Linked DNA regions of Pan troglodytes: region 2 is linked to region 1. The links are chromatin contacts, called in public Hi-C maps. All regions are on one chromosome and are shown on one strand. The core of a region is the stretch at or near the end of the contact, and the rest is flanking DNA. Distances in the headings are between cores, read along the strand shown. Region 1 overlaps PSMA1 (proteasome 20S subunit alpha 1). Region 2 has its middle 12 kb from the start of CYP2R1.

Evidence for each region. Hi-C and Micro-C count contacts between places; a contact is called where the count stands out from the background.
Region 2: a Hi-C map of blood shows a contact between it and region 1, with 6 times the contacts expected there. The contact joins two enhancer-like sites. A contact is called at or near these places in 3 of 7 Hi-C or Micro-C datasets (blood, induced pluripotent stem cells and stem cell-derived neural progenitor cells) and 1 of 1 datasets of contacts at active chromatin or transcription factors (stem cell-derived excitatory neurons).

Annotation. Positions count from the first base shown.
Region 1 is chr9:18,631,096-18,634,784 of NHGRI_mPanTro3-v2.0_pri, reverse strand. The region is part of intron 2 of PSMA1 (proteasome 20S subunit alpha 1); the gene reads left to right. Among named protein-coding and RNA genes, the nearest start is that of COPB1, 37 kb to the right of the region's middle. Within about 2 kb of position 1,949, at least 1 of the 24 cell types and tissues checked has an H3K27ac peak or open chromatin away from gene starts, as enhancers often do.
Region 2 is chr9:18,992,258-18,995,946 of NHGRI_mPanTro3-v2.0_pri, reverse strand. No RefSeq gene overlaps it. Among named protein-coding and RNA genes, the nearest start is that of CYP2R1, 12 kb to the right of the region's middle. Within about 2 kb of position 2,101, at least 8 of the 24 cell types and tissues checked have an H3K27ac peak or open chromatin away from gene starts, as enhancers often do.

The DNA of each region.
Region 1 (3,689 bases), core at 700-3,199:
AGAATATCTCTCTGTGGAGAAAAGGAAAGCCAGAGAGAAATGTTGCCTTCAAGTGTAGTTTGCCTGTGTATTACCTTCTGTTGAAATTCCCACAGACAAATAAGCCTTTGAGAACCCATAAGAAAACAATGGCTGCCACTAGTAAGATTTCCAAAGGTACTTTTAAAACATGGAGTAGATTTGTTTTTCTGTCCCAACGACTTCAGAGAAGTTCCCACTTAAATCCATGCATGGTCATTTTATATCTGCCATTACATATTCTTGTTTGCTAAATGTAAGTCTTGTCAATGAGTTATTTTAAAAAGTACTTTTTGAAATTACGCACACCCCAAACAACAGAACTGCTGTGTGTATACAAATGCTCTGGAAAGGCACAAGTCAGGTACTGGGTGTAGGCACAGGACAGACCGCATGGTCTGCCTTGGCAGCCCTGTCCTCACCTGCAAGCTGCCCACACACACTCCCTTCCAAACGGTGCTCCCTCTGATGCCAATTGGCTGACTGAGCTACTGTGGGAGGAAGCCTGTGAAGGGGTTGGTGGTAGTGATGTGAATAAATATTTTATAAACTAAACTTCAAGTATAAAACTTGATTTACCCTTTCAACCAAATTCACATGGGAAGTCCCACTTCTTCTTAAAAATCTTGGACATTCAAGAGTTAAGGGATATGGAAGCTGGCGTAGCATGGGGCTGTCATCCAAGACCAGCTGAAAAGGCAGCAGGAAGGGTTTGGTTCTGGCTAGGCTACAGACAGGCCATCTGGATGCAGGGAAGGCCTAGAATGCCAGAAGCAGCTTTTCTTTTTGATTTTAGACTTTATCGAGTCCAGCCTGGGAAAAGTCTTTAGTTTAAGACCCAAACCGAGAGTCTTCTTTAAACAGGGATTCAATATTTGAATTTTATATAAAACAAACATCCACTACACGTATTCTTTTTGGCAAAGAAGGTTGGAGACAGCAATGTACACACAATTAAACATACTTAGAAAAAAATGTAGACCAGATTCACTAGACTTATAAATACATAGGAACTATGTGTAGTTTTTAAGTAATTTTGCTAGGAATAAATATTGAAAGATTGCCTGAAAAAAAAATTTTTTTATATTATACCCCCTCAGTTACTTTTATGAATAATTATTTCGTTGTTTTTCCCATAGTTCACATTAAAAAGCAATTTTAGGCCAGGCGCGGTGGCTCACACTTGTAATCCCAGCACTTTGGGAGTCCGAGGCAGGCGGATCACTTGAGGCCAGGAGTTCGAGACCAGCCTGGCCAACATGGCAAAACCCCATCTCTACTAAAAATACAAAAGTTAGCCAGGTGTGGCAGTGCACATCTGTAATTTCAGCTACTGGGGAGGCTGAGGCATGAGAATCACTTGAACCTGGGAGATGGAAGTTGCAGTGAGCTGAGATCATGGCACTGCACTCCAGCCTGGGTGACAAAGTGATACTCTGTCTCAAAAAAAAAAAAAAAAAAAAAGTAATTTTACCACATTAAAATTGCCTTTAGGTCTTTAAAATAATTTTCCTTCTCTATTTTTATTTTATATTTAATAATGTTACATTTATAATTAATCACATTAGGCATGATGTTAGCATGGGCCAGGAAATTTTTCTTTAGTGAAACTGAAAAAAAAAAAAAAACCCCTGCAGGGAAGTTATAGCAACTTCCTACTCTGTATCATTCATGAACATACACTCAGTTTGGAAACCACCCTCTTTAAAAGATATGATCTATTCTTCCTTAGTTATTGCAGTATGCGTTTGATTTGTATGTGTTATTCTTAACAATTAAAGGAAAAGGTGAATGTAAATTCACTTGGACAAAACAGGAATAAAAGAATATTATCCTTAAGGGAAGTCTTACCGTAAAGAAGAGAAAATGCACGTATTTTTCTGGGCGAGTGTGGTGGGGTCAGGGAGAAGAATTGTTTTTTCTAAATAAGGCATTAATCGCCACCTAGCAGTAGAGGAAGGAACTGCGCACTTAGTTTGCCACTGAAATTCTAGAAAACATTAGTTTTAAAGGACATATTACTTTTATTGTAAACAATATCTTAGGAATTATTGGTCTATTGGCAGACTAAGGATTGAATTTTTTCTCTCTTGTCTTGAGGAAAGATAAAGAAATAAAACAAATGGAAATATTTGGCCTATTTGTAAGCATACTCCTTCCATCATAAAACGTCTGTTCTCTTGTTGCCCTTGCCACTCCAGCAACAAGCTAAAGGAAAAGAAATTCTGAAGCCATCATGACACGAAAAAATGTTGCCTTTGGCAGGGCGCGGTGGCTCACGCCTGTAATCCCAGCACTTTGGGAGGCCGAGGCGGGCGGATCACGAGGTCAGGAGATTGAGACCATCCTGGCTAACACAGTGAAACCCCATCTCTACTAAAAATAGAAAAACAAAATTAGCCTGGCGTGGTGGCGGGCGCCTGTAGTCCCAGCTACTCGGGAGGCTGAGGCAGGAGAATGGCATGAACTCAGGAGGCGGAGCTTGCGATAAGCCGAGATCGTGCCACTGCACTCCAGCCTGGGCGACAGAGCGAGACTCCGTCTCAAAAATAAAAATAAAAAAAATTTTTTTTAAATGCTGCCTTTGTCCTATTAGAGGAAGAAATATCTGAGTTTTTTTGTTTGTTTTTCTGTTTGTTTGTTTTTTGGAGTCGGAGTCTCGCTCTTTCGCCCGGGCTGGAGTGCAGTGGCAAGATCTCTGCTCACTGCAACCTCCACCTCCCGGGTTCAAGCGATCCTCTTGCCTCAGCCTCCCGAGTAGTTGGGATTACAGGCGCTCACCACCAAGCCCGGCTAATGTTTGTATTTTTAGTAAAGACGGGGTTTCTCCATGTTGGTCAGGCTGCTTTCGAATTCTTGACCGCAGGTGATCCGCCCCCCTCGGCCTCCCAAAGTGCTGGGATTACAGGCGTGAGCCACCGCGCGCGGCCTAAGAGAGGTTTATCTTGAAAATGAGAAGACATTGGCCGGGATTAGTAATAACAGTTATTATTGTTAGTAATAATGCTTAGTATATAGTAAGGTGATCAACAAATATTTTTTGAAGGAATGAGAAATGTCTGGCTCCAAAACCTGTGCTTTTCACTATTACCTTCTATGCATATATATTGGTGGCTGAAAGTGCTTGGCTGGACACTTCAGAGTGGCTCTTATATAAAAGCCCTACTTGTGGACCAACAAAAGAGATATTTGGTTTCTTGGGGTTTTAATGGCTTTCAACTCCTCGAAGCATGATTTGGGGATTTGGATCAGGATACACCCTGATTCTTAACCAGTATTTGCAAAATTGATCAATAGAGGTATCTTGCAGGAAGAATGGAACAGAAAAACAACACTAATTCTCCAATTTAAAGACCATTATTAGTTATTTCAGGATTTTTTAGAATTAAAAAAATCCTAATAAAAGCCAAACTGAAATTTTCCCATGAATGGCCGGGCGGGGTGGCTCATGCCTGTAATCCCAGCACTTTGGGAGGCCGAGGTGGGCGCATCACCTGAGATCGGGAGTTCGAGACCAGCCTGACCAAAATGGAGAAACCCCCGTCTCTACTAAAAATACAAAAATTAGCCGGGTGTGGTGGCGCATGCTTGTAATCCCAGCTACTCGGGAAGCTGAGGCAGGAGAACCTCTTGAACCCTGGAGGCGGAGGTTGCAGTGAGCCGAGATCGTG
Region 2 (3,689 bases), core at 852-3,351, 360 kb before region 1:
GTGGCCACTGCGACTCCCAGGGGACAGGGCATGAGGTCAGGGTCCACCTGTGGGCACTGCTTCACCGGGAGCCATGCATGGTTTCAGAGGCACAGAGCTGCCTGGTCCCAGGGGCAGTGGGAGCAGAGGAGCCCCTGGTTCCAAGCTGTCTCACCTGAATGGCGCTGCCTGGAGGCTGCCTGCCTGGCACAGGACCAAGACTGAGAGCCAGCAAGCGGGAGAACTTCTGGGAGCCTTTGTTTGCTCTATGTAACAAGAAAAATGATGCCGCCTTTAGGCAAGTCAGTTAATCCCCAGCTGGGGTCACTGTCACAGCTTTTTTCAGTCGTTTGAGGTAACCTGGTACATTAGGGGTTTCTCTCACCTTCTAGTGAGTGGGGCCAGGCCAGCTACAGCTAAGTTTTCGGTATGTTCACACCTGGATCTAAAGGCGAAAGCATGGTACTCATTACTGCACAGAGCTTCTGCCCTAAATACCTGCTTTCTTCCCTACCATGCCCACCAGCCTAGATCCTTCTTCCCATCTATCCCGGACTCTTTAGAGGATGTCTCGGGCTCCGCCCATTTTCCATAGCTTTTCCAAAGGCACTTCCTAACTAGGAGTCCCCAAGTCTCCTCAGGCTTCAGGTCCCCTTTCCAAGTCTTTCCATCCCTTCACACCTCCTCATGAAATATCTCTCCACGCACCCTTCCCCAGGGCCTAGAACAACATGTGGAGCTGGGGGTGGGGGATTCAGTTGCCCCTCCTGTAGTCTGCCTTGGCTTTGTTCTTCATAGGAATTTAAAACTCCAGGCTCCACACAGCTCTGCGTTTGTTCAGGGGGCTCTCTAGAGTGTCTCCTAGGGTTCCTCGTGTGTTTTGGGGCCCTTCCCCAAGAGGTTGGTGTGGCAGAGTGGCTAGAGGCCAGGTTTCCTGTGCTGCCTCTCTTCCTGTGTAACCTCAGGCAAGTAACTGGACACTATCTAGGCCTCATTGCCCCAATGGGGTACCTTCAAGTTTGAAGGCATTCATGAATGTAAACGGTTTGGAAGCTTGACAGAGCAGAGAGAGATGTCCAGGCCTGAGGGTGCCGGGTTCCGCTTGGGGTCGAAGGCCCTTAGTCCCATCCTGTGGGTCTAGTCTACCAGGAAGGCTTTCTGCCCAATATGGCTGAAGAAGGCAGGTTCACTGTCTCCCTCCTTAGGCACTTAGACAGCTGGGGTTATCTTTCCCGGGGCAAGGTCGTTATTTCAATAGCCCAGACACACACACACACACACACACACACACACACACACACACACTTGCTCTGCACGTTCCTAGTCCCAGGAACATTTAATGACAGGTACACAGCCCAAGGCTCTTGCTCTCAGACAGCCCGGCTGTCTGTAGGGACTGAGCTCCGCAGCTTCACCTGAACGTAGATGCGGGTGCCTCATGCCTCTCTAGAAGGCCAAACCCCTGGACAAACCCATCTCCTTGGGATCGCCTGCTGCCCTGCGCTGATTTAGGGACTGTTCCCCAAGGGGCACACACCGTAGTGTTGGACCCAGCTCAGGTTGCCACCGAAGTGGGCCTCTCCGCCCGCAGGGTACGCCGCGGCGCCGTGACCGCCCCAAACAGGGAGCTCGCCTCCGAGGGAGCAGGCGAGAGGAGAGGGAGGATTAGGGATAAGGGCCCACTGGAAGAATGACCGGAACCGAATTTACCCTTCTAGAGACTGACAGCCGTTGAAACAGCGCCTCCAGATCAAAGGGGAGAGACCAGGGGAAATGCAGAGAACGTGCGGGGCTAACGGCAAGAGCAGACAACAGCCCCACAGTGGGCGGACTCGGACCCCAGCGGGCTCCCCAGCAGTGGTACCGCTGGGGCTGGCGCTCTGCCCAAGACAGCACCCCCAGAAGGCTCACCCAGGGGAAGTGAAACCCTTTGCGGTGCCCAGAATAACAAGCCACCTTTCACCGCAGCCTACGACCGGCCGGCTGCACCCCAACGCGCGCCCGAACACACACACACACACACACATATGCACACGCCTTCCTGCCCATTCACCAGGGCGAGGGCAGCCCCTCTAGAGACCGTTTTGCACAGCTGCCTTGTGCCGCGGGGCTCTGTGTGTGGAGGTGCCCTGGGCCGGCCAATCTAGGCCAGTTCACTTGCTGCCGGCTACCTGGGGTAAAGGCCCGGATGCAACCCAGCCCGTCCTGCAGCGCTCTCCAAAGGAGCACAGGGGCCTCTGCAGGCCCGAAGGTTACCAGGTGTCTGTACTCAGATAAGAACAAGCACTTGTATCCAATGCTAACCAACTCACCCATACCTATGGAGTTCGAAATGCGCGCCCCGGGAGCGGGGGCTCGCCGCCTCCCAGCCATCTTCTCGCTAACTCGTGAACTGTGACTGCCAGAAGCACCCTCACGGAGGACCCGCGCACACTCCACCAACGGACGCAGTCTTGGTTGGCATTCACATCCCGGACACACGGACCATCATTGCGTACACCCGCCTTCCCTGCAAGTGAAACTTCTTTCCAAGTGGACGCTTTGCAGAAATCCGGCCCCCGAGCAGAGTGTAGGTCCGGAGGCACAGCGAGCCCCGCCGTCTCCCGGACCTGGCTTCCGCGGACTGGCAAGAAGACCCCCTGCCTGGCCAGGCCGAAGGATTCGGTGGGCTCCTCAGTGGAGCCCACGGTCCCGACACCCGCGGTCGTGGGGCCCCTGGGCCTGTGCACCCGGACAGCTGGTATGACCCGGGGTCCGCCGGTCCGCGGGCCGCCACGCCTTCGCGGCCGACAGGGGGCGCTGTTTTGACGCTTTGCTTGCCCCTTGTGCGATCTGGGCCTAGAAAGGCGAACCTTTCTAGCGCTCAGGAAATGCTCCCAGGAAAAGCACGAAGGAACTGATTTCATTCTCTGAAAACTGCTCAACCAGAAATCCCCATGTGGCGACCGTCCAGTGCGTCCTCACACTTCCAAAATAAAAGCCACCCTGTCAGAAGCCAGTGGGCCAGGCCAGACCTAAGCATAGCGAGCAAAGGGAAACCTGTGTGGATCAATTAGATTCAGACTCAGCAAATCAAAATCGTTTTGTTGCTGCTGCCTGGTGCAATCCTCAACCAAGAATAAATCCAGAGCACATCTACATTTTATATCTGATCTCTCCTTACCTAGGAAAGCAAACTGCTGGGGCAAAGACTAGCTTCGTTTTATTTGGTGAACAAAATCAGTTTCTCTATAAAGGTGCCCTGGAAGGCCCGAACTGGGGTGAGATGAGTGAGGCACTTGTTTCCATTGCAAAATGTAAAGGGGTGCCAAAAATCTCAGGAATCCAGAGTAATATTTTAACGTAATGTCTTTAATGATAAAAACGAGTGCAAAAACATCCAGGACAAAGAACATATCTAAACTTGAAATAGGATCTGACAGGGCTAGGAATCCAACCTTTCCCAATCTTTTTGTTCTATCAATCTCTCAACCAATTGGATGATGCCCACACACGCATTTGCTCAAATCCAGTCCTGCTTACCAGCTTTTACAAGTGCCACCTCTTCTTCCAAAGTTGAAGCAATTCATGTGATCCATTTCTTCTTGGAGGAGCTTGTTACCCTTTTGAATCAGTATACTTTGTGACTCAGTTTGCCTTGTGACTTCAGCTTTCTGGTGGGTCCAAAAAATTATGATTTTATAGATTATTCAGGTTTTTCTCATTGTTAT